2 separate regions of the Mus musculus genome follow, and region 1 is linked to region 2. A link is a contact called in public promoter capture Hi-C data. All regions are on one chromosome and are shown on one strand. Each heading gives the region's core, a stretch centred on a gene start, on an enhancer-like site or on the middle of the called end of the contact. The rest is flanking DNA. Distances are from core to core; before and after follow the strand shown. Region 1 holds the start of Zfp560 (zinc finger protein 560). Region 2 holds the start of Med17 (mediator complex subunit 17).

Region 1 (5,427 bases), core at 2,051-4,550, 5.1 Mb after region 2:
CACAGCTAACCATCAACTGAGCACAGGAAACTCAAATGGAGGAGTTAGGGGAAGGACTGAAGGAGTTGAAGGGGCCTTATCTGGCATCAATGGGAGGAGAGGCCCTTGGTTCTGTGAAGGCTTAATGCCCCAATGTAGAGGAATGCTAGGGTGGTGAGGAATAAGTTGGGGGAGGGAGCACTCTCATAGAAGCAAGGTAAGGGGAGATGGGAAAGGGGGTTTTCCCCAGAGGGGAAACCAGGAAAGGGGATAACATTTGAAATGTAAGTAAATATCCAATTTTTTAAAAACGAATAAAAAGAAGAAACATTTAAAAAGAAACTTTAAAAGGAAAGTAGTTACTAATGACTGCTGTCTGCTGTACCAGGAAACTCCAAGAGCTGTGTGCAGCTACCCATGAAGAACAGGCTGGGTAAAAACTATAAGGAAATATGCCTTTACTTTGTGTTTAGTTTCTGTTTTAAGGAAGCGTGGACTTGGACTAATTATTCAGGATTCATAAAAATTATGTAAATTTAAGTATTTTTTTTTAAAGTTAACAATGGTCAAAGCTTTGATGATGTAGCTTCAGTATATAAAAGACTGGGTTCAGGCTCTCTGTCAAGAGAAGGCAAAAGAATAAAAAGGAAGAAGGAAAAAGAATGAGAAGAATGAAGCATGAATATATGTGATGCTCATACATACATGTAGGCAAAACACTCATATGCAAAAATAAAAACAAATAAAATCCTTACAAATAAAGACAAAAAAGATTTCTAATGTTCCTAACACAAAAGAAACATGTTTGAGGCTGCAGACAAGCCAACTATCCTCATCTGGTCATTACACTTGTACAAATGCTGCTCAAATAGTGCATCATACACAAAAATATGCAATCCCTAAGTATCAAGAAAAATAGTAAATAAAATCAGTTAGTAAATATTATAAATAAATAGCAATGGCATGTATCTCCAGGTACCAACAATTCTTTCTTCTTGGTATTTAACAAGACAAGTTCTTAAATGGCCTATATAAGCCCCCACTCTACACAGACACCATCAACCTAAAGGGAGTTGAAATATACACAAACTGAGAGCAACAGTGTTCTCAATTTCAAGTTCTTCATTTAAATCCTCAAATGGTACTTTTATATGCCAGGTCATATACATCGCCACTTGATTCAGATTAAGGGGACAGGGATGTATCTTTATGATTTAGCTCTTGCTAAAACATATCAGTTAAAAATGCATGAGTTCAGTCAATCTTGCTTTTAGATTAAAGCTATGCCTGGGGAATCCCACTAAATTGAAACATCTCAAGCTAATGAATAAATACAGAAGAAAACAATACACAGGCTTTACTTGAACTTTATCCTTGCTTAGATTTCTCACAGTCATAGTGTTTACTGTAGAAAAGCATTCCATTTTGGCCTTAAACCTTCTAATATAGGAGACAGTAAAATAAAATCAAAGATATTCCTACTTGTTGGCTTGATAAAATGGTCGCATAGATCCCTAGTTAAAACAACTAAGAGAGACAATACACAAAAATAGGGAGCTTAGGGTTAAATTTTATATTAAAAACAATTCTAGGAGGGTGATTATCTATCTCTATTGTTTCTCCATCTGTGGCCAACTTTGCTTGCTGAAATCCAAATATTAAAGGGCATCTATTAACATCTTACTATAACCTTGATTTGCTGGTACCACCACCTAGCCCCCTAGAAGCAATACTCGTGAAATTACTGATTCCATACATTCGACATCTGGTAATTACTGAACTCCAATAAATTCTGTAGTGTCTACTTCAATAGCTTCTCAGCAGAGTTTGCTTCCACCTCCAAAGTGAAATAGTACTCATTTTCCAGGTGACCTAACAGAACTGTCATCAAGCACTATCATTGCAAGCAAGAGCGCTGCGGCGAGACCCAACTTCTTCAGGAACACGAGTGTAACATTACACTGGCGAGTTAATAATCTAAAGTAAAGGGCATCAGAGGGGCTGAGAAACTCCTGACTCAGCATACTGACTAGAAAGCCAACACTGAAGAGAACATGATCTGCAGTCAGGAGCCAGGGAAAACCTTACAAAAACACTCAACATATGATAAAGCAACTACTGGCATGTCTCCGTCCTAAGACTACAAAGAACAAACATACAGATGAAATTTCCAGTCTCTTTTCTGCCCTCTCAAACCCCAAGCCCCTCGACACACACTCTCCACCTTCCCAGGAAAGGACAACCTCCTTCTGCTGAGGTCTCCTCTCTCTTTCATTATCATACTGCCTCTGTCAATCCTAACAAACAAGAACAATGATCTCCAAAGAGACTCAGGTGACACACTGAAAAAGGCAGTCCCAACACTCGCTAATACTTTAGGAAGAGGGAGAGATGACTATTTCCCACTCCCTTCAGCATCACTAACTCCAACATCTAGTATTTTTGGATTAAATCGCCATTTTTTTCTTTATTTTACCTATTACCATACAAAGACAGGAAAAATATAGCCCTCAACTTTGAGTCTTCATCAATTTGCAGTCTCATATTTATTTCCTTTATTAAATATTAAGCTTCTCCAATTGCTACAAGCTGCCCAAGAATATAGGCTGAATTTTGTCGCTTTGCCATAACCAACTATCCACATATACAAGAAATGACCAAATAAAACACCCATAAATAAATAAATAAAAACACTAATAAGTCATGTAACCACTTCCACAATGGAACATGTTATTTTGGGGAAACACATATTTTTCTGGTCATTGTCATTATTTGGTTCAGGATCAACTTTTATTTCCTTTAAGGCCAGAGCTATTTTTTTTTTCCATCAACACAACTCACCCAAACATTTTTTGCAGAAATAAATCAACCCGAATACTTCAATAGTCTCCACCCATTCCTCCTACAGGTCCTTGTTTTGAATCCTGTAGGTAGGGCCTAAGAAATTCCGCTACAATGAGTGAATACTGGTTTAAGGTTTTGTTTGTTGTTTTTTGTTTTTCCAGTACACACGCGTTTACAAGCACACCGACAACTAAAGAGATGGCTTTCTACCCAAATGTAACTAAGTGTTGGAAACAAATAAGGGACGTGCGAAGAGGATGCCGTATTTCTGACGACACACGCGTTTGTAAATACAAGGTGGCAAAGCCCTCTCAACAGCTTTCACCTCGCACTCACCTGAACTCGCCAATTCCTGAAAATAAAGACAGAGAACCAAGCGCGCAGCGGAGGTTCCGGCCGCGCTGGCCCGCACAGCCCGAGGAAGTGCAGCCGCCGAGGGGCGGACCCCGCCTCTGAGGAACAAAGGAGCTTCACACCCTAGAGCTCGCGCCGGAAGAGTCGGAAGGTAACACCGCCAACGGCACTTCCGCTCCCGGCCTGGGGCTGCAGGACCAGTTCCGACCACTGCGCGGGCTGTTTGGAAGACGTTCAGAGCAAGAATTTATTTAGTGTCGCCAGCGTCTCATACAAGTTGACGACCACAGAGATGGAAAAAGAACTCTGCAACCAAGGGCTGGAGCGTAAGAGACTGCGGAGGGCGGCTGATGTCACTGCTGTTTTCTTCGACTTAAGTGTCCTCCGGCTTCGGGCGCTTCAGTTTACCCTGAGTTTACGCCCCTTCAGGCAGGGCAGTTACCGATTCCTGCCCCAAGAGTGGCTTTACCCCAACTCGATTTAGAGACTGCTGGCCTGACAACCAGACCAACGACTGGAGTTGTGCCCGTGTGGACACAGGACAGACCTGTCAAAGCGCACACGTCACCCAGTGTTGCTCCTGTTAGGTTTGTGAGCCTTAATGCACCCACTTAAGTATCCAGGTACTTGTGTCTCTAGTCACAGAATTAGACGAGAAACACGCCTTTCGAAGTAAAGACAGTTTATTACGAAAAGGAAAGTAGGGTGGATGAGATGGCTCACAGAGTAAAGAAGCTTGCCTCCAAGCCTGATGATAACCTCAGTTCAAGACCCGATGAGCGAGCCGAACTTCCACAAGTTGTCCTCAGGCCGGCACACGTGCACCTGCACTCTTAACCACATTATACAAAATAATAACTAAAAGAAAATTGGGACCAGGCATAGTGACCCACACTTTTTTTATTAGATATTTACTTTATTTACATTTCAAATGTCCCCTTTCTTGCTTTCCCCTCCGAAAACCCCCTATCCTTTCTCCCCTCCCCCTGCTCACCAACCCACCCACACCTGCTTCCTGGCCCTGGCATTCCCTAAACTGGGGCATAGAACCTTCACAGGACAAAGGGCCTCTCCTCCTATTGCTGACCAACTAGGCCATCCTCTGCTACATATGCAGCTGGAGCCATGAGTTCCACCATGGGTACTCTTTGGTTGGTGGTTTAGTCCCTGGGAGCTCTGGGGGTACTGGTTAGTTCATATTGTTATTCCTCCTATAGGGCTGGAAACCCCTTCATCTCCTTGGGTCCTTTCTCTAGCTCCTTCATTGGGGACCGGACTCTTTTGAGACCCACACTTTTTTAAATTCAGAGTTTGCAAGAGTCGGAAACAGTGTGAGTTGAGTCCAGTCAAGTCTACATAAATAGTTTCAAACTAGTCAGGAATATAGGGTCACACACAAGAGAAAGAAAGGAAGGAAAGGGCTTAAAGGGGGTGAGGAGCACTCTTGAGAATGGGAGTGGTCTAGAGAGCAAAGAGCCTAGAAAATGAAATCTGTTCCTTATGACCCTTATCATGACATTTATATAGTACCTGCCACTCCTAAGTATGTGAGGGCTTCTTTTGAGCATGCTTCATATATGTTGTACATGTTATATAAAAAGACTTCCATGAGGAAGTCTTTTTCTGCCAACTGGCTTTTATATGTTTAATATTACTGTAACTCTTACAGTCTCTCCTGTCACTACATTCTTCTAGTGACTGTATGTTCCTAGATCTTTACTAAAGCAGAATAGAAAGATGAAAATTTGGGGGGACATGAGTAGGAAAAGCCTGAAAAAGTAGGTTTATCTTCTTGTTCCTGCTAATAGACTCAGAATAAACTGTAGACTCTGGGGAAGGGGAGTGTCTTACTACTTTGGCTTTGCTAAATGTTGTTGTTTGTTAATTTTTCTTTCTAAATGTTTGTACCCATATATTGATGCTCCTCTCAACCCTGGCCTTTCACTCACCACCCCCAGTGGGCAGTGGGTAATGCAGAGACTTATAATAGATCAAAGTGCTAAGAATAAGCGACTCTTCAGTTCTCGGCCTTAAATAGGAAATCAGTATCCTTCTTTCCAAGGCCCATGAAACATCGAGGAAACAAGGGTTAAATGAATATAAACTGGAGGATGGAAAGGAGTATTGTGAACACTGTGTTCTAGACATGACCAAAACACCCATGAGCTCCTAAGAGCAATGGCTGGGCACATCAACTGGAAAGACACAGGATGTCCTACAGGAAAAGTTCTTTAAGTCACAGGTTATTTA
Region 2 (5,452 bases), core at 2,067-4,566:
AAACTTTTTTTAAACAACAAAGTAACCTGTTTCTTGGCGAGTTTACAAAATCACCTTAAGCCAAATCACCATAGTGGCCCAGAAACTAGAACTCAGCAATCTACCACGTGGGGCAAACTAGGCCGGGGCCCTGTCCTTATCATCCCAGCGACCACCCTGTGCATGCCTTCCTGTGACACCCATACTTCACGTTAAATTCCAAAGCCCTGCTTGGATGCAGCCTATGCACAGAAACTAGCATGTACAGGGCACCACTCCACACTAAGCTTAGCACTGACCTAAGACCAAGTAGGTACCTCACTGTGACTGGTGTCAGCGCAGCACTGCATTAACTACACTCACTGAGGGAAACTGCTGAGAAGTGATGCAGACTGTGTGTACAGCCACCAGTTTTGTGTTTTATTGAGTAGCTATACTCCCAAATGACACGTCTTAACAAGTGCAAATTTTCTAACAGTAGAGTGTTTTCAAAAACAAAGCAAAAGGTTTTGCACAAGTTAAGTCTCACAAAAGGCCCCAACCACATTACTCTGAATTGGCACCACCTCGCCTGACCTCACCGACTAGCTGAGGTATGAACTGGTCAGGCCTGGGTAGTACCTGGATGCAGAGAAGCCACACTCATTCTGTATCTACATAAGGAGCCTGATTCAAAGATAATCCTCATCTGTGAAGTGCTCTTTCCTAACACTAATGATACTTTATTATGTGTACATGTGTGTATGAGCATATGAAGGGGTCAGAGGGGTGTCAGATCTCCTAGAGCTGGACTTACAGGCATGTTTAAGATGCCTGATGTGGGTACTACGAATCGTCATCTGCAACAACAATGTGTTCTTAATCACTGGGCCATTGCTCTAGCTTGTGGATTTAATTTTTCAACAAAGTAAAAGGGAACAAGATGCATACAACCAAATACTGGTCCTGGGACTTAAAGAAAAGATGTTCAGTTAAAAGGCACATGTACCTGTTTGGGAGGAAGAGCATCCTGAGAGACGGGGTCCAGAGTCATGAACTTTTTGTCCCTGACAATACTGAGGACATCATAGAGAACACACATCTCTGTAAGGGCACTTCGCAAATTGTTCCTCACAGAGTCCCAAGGCCACAAAGAAGGTTGGAATTTTACCAACCCTGAAAAACAGAAAAGAAAAGCAGAAACACATGTGTACTGGTTACACTGACTACAGAACAGAAGGTGGCTCTTTTAGAGGTTTAAAAGCGTGAAAAGGAGAAATGAGCTCTCCTCCAAACCACCTCTCCTTTACTTCCTTCTCATACGCTTTCTTCAACTGTTAACACTTAAGACTCCTCTTATGGCAAAACAAATGCCAGTCTAATTTCCACAGGCCAAAGCTGTCATCATATCTCAAGTAGGCACTCGAATCTTTCTAAACCTAGGGCTTCATTCATCCCAGATAAGCACTAAACTATATCCCCCATCCCCACAAAAGCCTTTAAAATAACCTGTTTCCTTCCAACATTTAGAACTTGAACTTCCAACATTCCTGAACTATAAAACAACAGGCAAAGCCCCAAATGGCCTACAACACCAGCATTACCATTGGCTGCACGAATAGACCTTCCCCCCACCCCACCCCCCCACCCCTGAGACAGGGTTTTGGGATTAAAGGCATGAGCCAACACTGCTCAGCTATACCTTTCTTTTAACCAATTTTTTTGTTTCGTTTTTGTTTTTGTTTCTCTGTGTAGCCCTGGCTGTCCCGGAACTCACTTTGTAGACCAGGCTGGCCTTGACCTCAGAAATCGGCCTGTCTCTCTGCCTCCCGAGTGCCCGGCTTCTTTTAATCAATTTTTAATAAATGCTCACTCTAAGGAGTTCATGATAAAGGATCAGGGAGTGAAAGTCAAAAGTTTTCTTTTAATCTTAGGCCTAACTCTCCTCCCTCCTGAGACATATCTCAACCCAGCATACAGGAACTAGTCACTCTTTCACACACCACAAGATATTTGGAAGCCAGGAGGCATGCCATTTAAGCCTGTCCCTTAATAGACAGGTCAAATGTTCCTAATGACATCAGTACTGGATCTTAATACATACCTGTGCTCTATAGTTCTTTCTGTGGGTGGGGGATTTCATGGATCAAATGTGATACACATTTAGAATTTTGCATTTAAAACTACTGAGCTGGCATGCCTTTCCAACACTGGATAATGACAATGTTGGGCTTGTTTAAGATTTAAAAAAAAAAAAAAAAAAAAAGATTTATTTATTTATTTAATGGATGTAAGTACAATGACGCTGTCTTCAGACACACCAGAAAGAAGGGGGCATCGGATTCCATTACAGATGGTTGTGAACCACCATGTGGTTGCTGGAAATTCAACTCAGGACCTCTGGAAGAGCAATCAGTACTCTTAACTGCTGGGCCATCTCTTCAGTCCCAGGTGTTTTAACTTTCTGTCAAATTTATGAAAACTACATTTAAATTTTTCTTTATTTATTGAGATGGTGTCTATTTGCTCATGTTTTTCATTAATCTGACTGCCTCTGCCTGGCGAATTACCACACTAAACACGAACATCCTCACTTAAACCGATTCTGTCACATCACTAAATCGAAAACTGTGGTTTCAAATTTTGGTTTTTTTTGATAATAAGGAGAATCCAAAGTCTAGTCTGGTTGCTTCTCCAAACTCCCCCTCTTCAGTTTTGTTTTCTTGTAATTCATTCACCTCAAAGTTTCAGTGGTCATTTTAAGTATCACCTGTTTCCACCTAAAATCACCCCCAAAAGCTTTCAGCTGTTCTTTATTAAAAAAAAAAAAAAAAAAAAAAAAAAAAGCGAATGCCTCTTCTCCTGGCCTGAACAGGACCCCGAGTCCCGACCGGGTCGGCCTTCCCACTGCTGTCAATACTTCTCAAGGCCACCCACCACAAAACACAGTTTACCCTAGGGGAGACCCTGGGATAGAACCAGCAACGAGGGCGAAGCCTCACCCTCCTCGTCGTCCTGGTCGGCTCCCGCGCCCCCCCAGTCCGGCGCATCGCCGTCAGGCCCTGCCGCCTCCTCCTCCTCAGAGCCAGAGCCCTGGCTGAAGTCGATGCGCTGTGCCAGGCGCGCCAGGTTCTGCGACATGGACAGCGGCTGCAGGTACGTCTCGGTGCCATCAAGGCCCACCTCCTGCACCTGCTTCTCGCAGGCCGACTCGATGCTGATGCGCACGGCTCGCACGCCCGACATGCTGGCGGCGGCCTGAGGGCGACTCGCCGGAGACTCAGAGTACAGCACCGACACGGAAGGCTGGAACAAGCTTCCCGCAAGCCCGACGCGGCGGCCGGGAGGAAGCAAACTACCCACTGCTGCCCCACAATCCTCCGCGCAGCGTCTCGCGGAACACTATGAGCATGCGCGAAGGGCCAGCTGCCCGGACATTTCCTGTAGGTTGCACGTGAGAGCCAGGAACTTCCGGCTGACCGGGCTCAGCCGCTGCAGTGCAAGTGGAGTGGGCTGGGTTTATGTAGATACGCTGGGCGTTGTAGTTTGTTTGTTTGTTTGTTTGTTTGTTTAATTGGTTGCTTGGTTTTTGAAATAGCTTTCTTGCTGGCCTGATTAATTTGTTGATTAGTTATTGAGACACGCAGCTTTTTTGTTAGTTGGTTAGTTATTTGATTTTTGAGACACGCAGCACACACACCAGCACTCCCGCTGATTCGGTCTGGGAGCCCGTCCGTGGGATGAGTCCACTCACTTTCCGGGTAGGTTTTCACTTCCTAGTTAAACCTCTCTGGGAACATACTCCCAGAGGTGTTTCCCCTAGGTGACTTTACATTCGTGAAGTTAACGATGAAGACGTACGTAAGGGCTTTACATTTATGTAAGCACTCACAAAGACTGTCGACGGTAGTTAACTATAATTCGCAGCTGTTTGAGTCTCTCTGTTGATGGAGCTGCCTCCAGCAAAGAAGACCGAGTCAAACAGCTAGCAGGACTACCATCCAAACTGCACCAGCTGTCTTAAACACTCCAAGAACACTCAGATATGCCTACACGAAAGATTGCAACTGATTGTCCTGGCCCAGTAAGCACAGCTTGGGCCAGGGCTTTGTGCAGACCTGTGACTGGTGGCTTAATGATAAATGGAGGACTATGCTATCTCTCCAGACATGCAGCCACCCTTACACGCATACACTCACACATTCACAGACATGTACACATATAAACAAAAGACACCGGTGTTTAGCCAAACAAATGGCTGTGATTGGCCCAAATACCCCGTCTTGGGTTGTATGAGCAGGCTACTCCTCAGGTGGTCCACCAAGAGGCACTCTCCTTTCCTCATGGTGTTAGGATGTCATGTCCAGCAATGTCTTTCACTGAGTGGCCTTTCTTACTTTCAGCCTGCAGGCTGCACCAGAAAAAGCAAGGAACATTAGCTGGTTGGCAACAGTGCCCCACAGCTTGATAGGTACTAACCCCTATACTTCTGTCCAGCCATTTCGTTTTCTGTTTGTTTGTTTTAAGAGTTTCTCTGTGTAGCCCTGGCTGTCTTGGAACTCACTCTGTAGACTAGGCTGGCCTTTGATACCACTTTGAGTCTAATCTTGGGCTCCTGAACAACCTTGCCTTGTCTAGAAATCATTTGTCAAGTCCTTGGGCCCTGGCTTCCCACAATGAAGTGTAGATGGAGGCGTTAGCATAGCTGTCTGACAGCTGAAGAATCTATAGCCTGCAGAAGCCTCTGACTTACTATTGACAATGTCCACAGGCCTGTATCCCGCTGGTAGTGCTGGTGCAGCCACTAAAGCTTTGGAGATTCCATCTCCTGGAGGAGATGCTTCCTGGGTGACCCTAGTTGGGCCCAGTGTTTAGAGTCGGAACAGCCCACCAGGTGCCCTGGCTCTCAAACACTTCTCTACAGTGCACCTCTCACCCTGCCCCCCAACACTGTCACCACTCATTGCTGTCTGACACGGAGGAGAACAAGCTTGCCTACCCAGGGTTTCCATCAGGGCAGAGCAGAGAGCACTTAGCCAGTTGAACACTGAAGAGTACCAATTCTTTCACTTGGCAGTCCAATGTCTGCAGGTAAACGTGTGTCTCCGTGTGTCTGTTCTTCCCATGCACGTGTAGGTGCCATGGAATTGCTGGCGCTGTAGTTACAGTCAGTTGGGAGCTGCCTGATGTGGGAGGCAGGGAATAGACTTGGGTCCTCTGGAAGACCTGCAAGCACTGCAGAGCCATCTTCCCAACTCCTGAGTCTACTTCTGATGCTTGACTGCAGGCGGCCTTTAATCCTACATTTGATAAATCAAGAGCACTCGAATGCTCCATTGATGTCTGGGGGAAATTCAAAGCTCGTGCAGGAACTAGTAAAGCCAGTCTCTCCTTATTTTGTCAGGCCATTTTTTTCAGACAGGCCTAGTAGCTCTCCTGATCTCTCTAGAAACCTTCCTTACATCATGATTAGCACCTTGTAGGTATGTGATTT

The links. Promoter capture Hi-C pulls out the DNA fragments that hold promoters and counts their contacts.
Region 1: a promoter capture Hi-C map of pre-B cells shows a contact between it and region 2, with 2.8 times the contacts expected there. The contact joins the promoter of Zfp560 here to the promoter of Med17 in region 2. A contact is called at or near these places in 2 of 39 promoter capture datasets (cranial neural crest and pre-B cells) and 1 of 484 Hi-C or Micro-C datasets (pre-B cells).

The regions. Positions count from the first base shown.
Region 1 is chr9:20,381,858-20,387,284 of GRCm38.p6, forward strand. Zfp560 (zinc finger protein 560) reads right to left here and starts at 3,301. Exons shown (of 7, transcript NM_001004190.3): 1 at 3,160-3,301.
Region 2 is chr9:15,276,590-15,282,041 of GRCm38.p6, forward strand. Med17 (mediator complex subunit 17) reads right to left here and starts at 3,317. Exons shown (of 12, transcript NM_144933.2): 1 at 2,961-3,317; 2 at 968-1,134. The coding sequence starts at 3,204.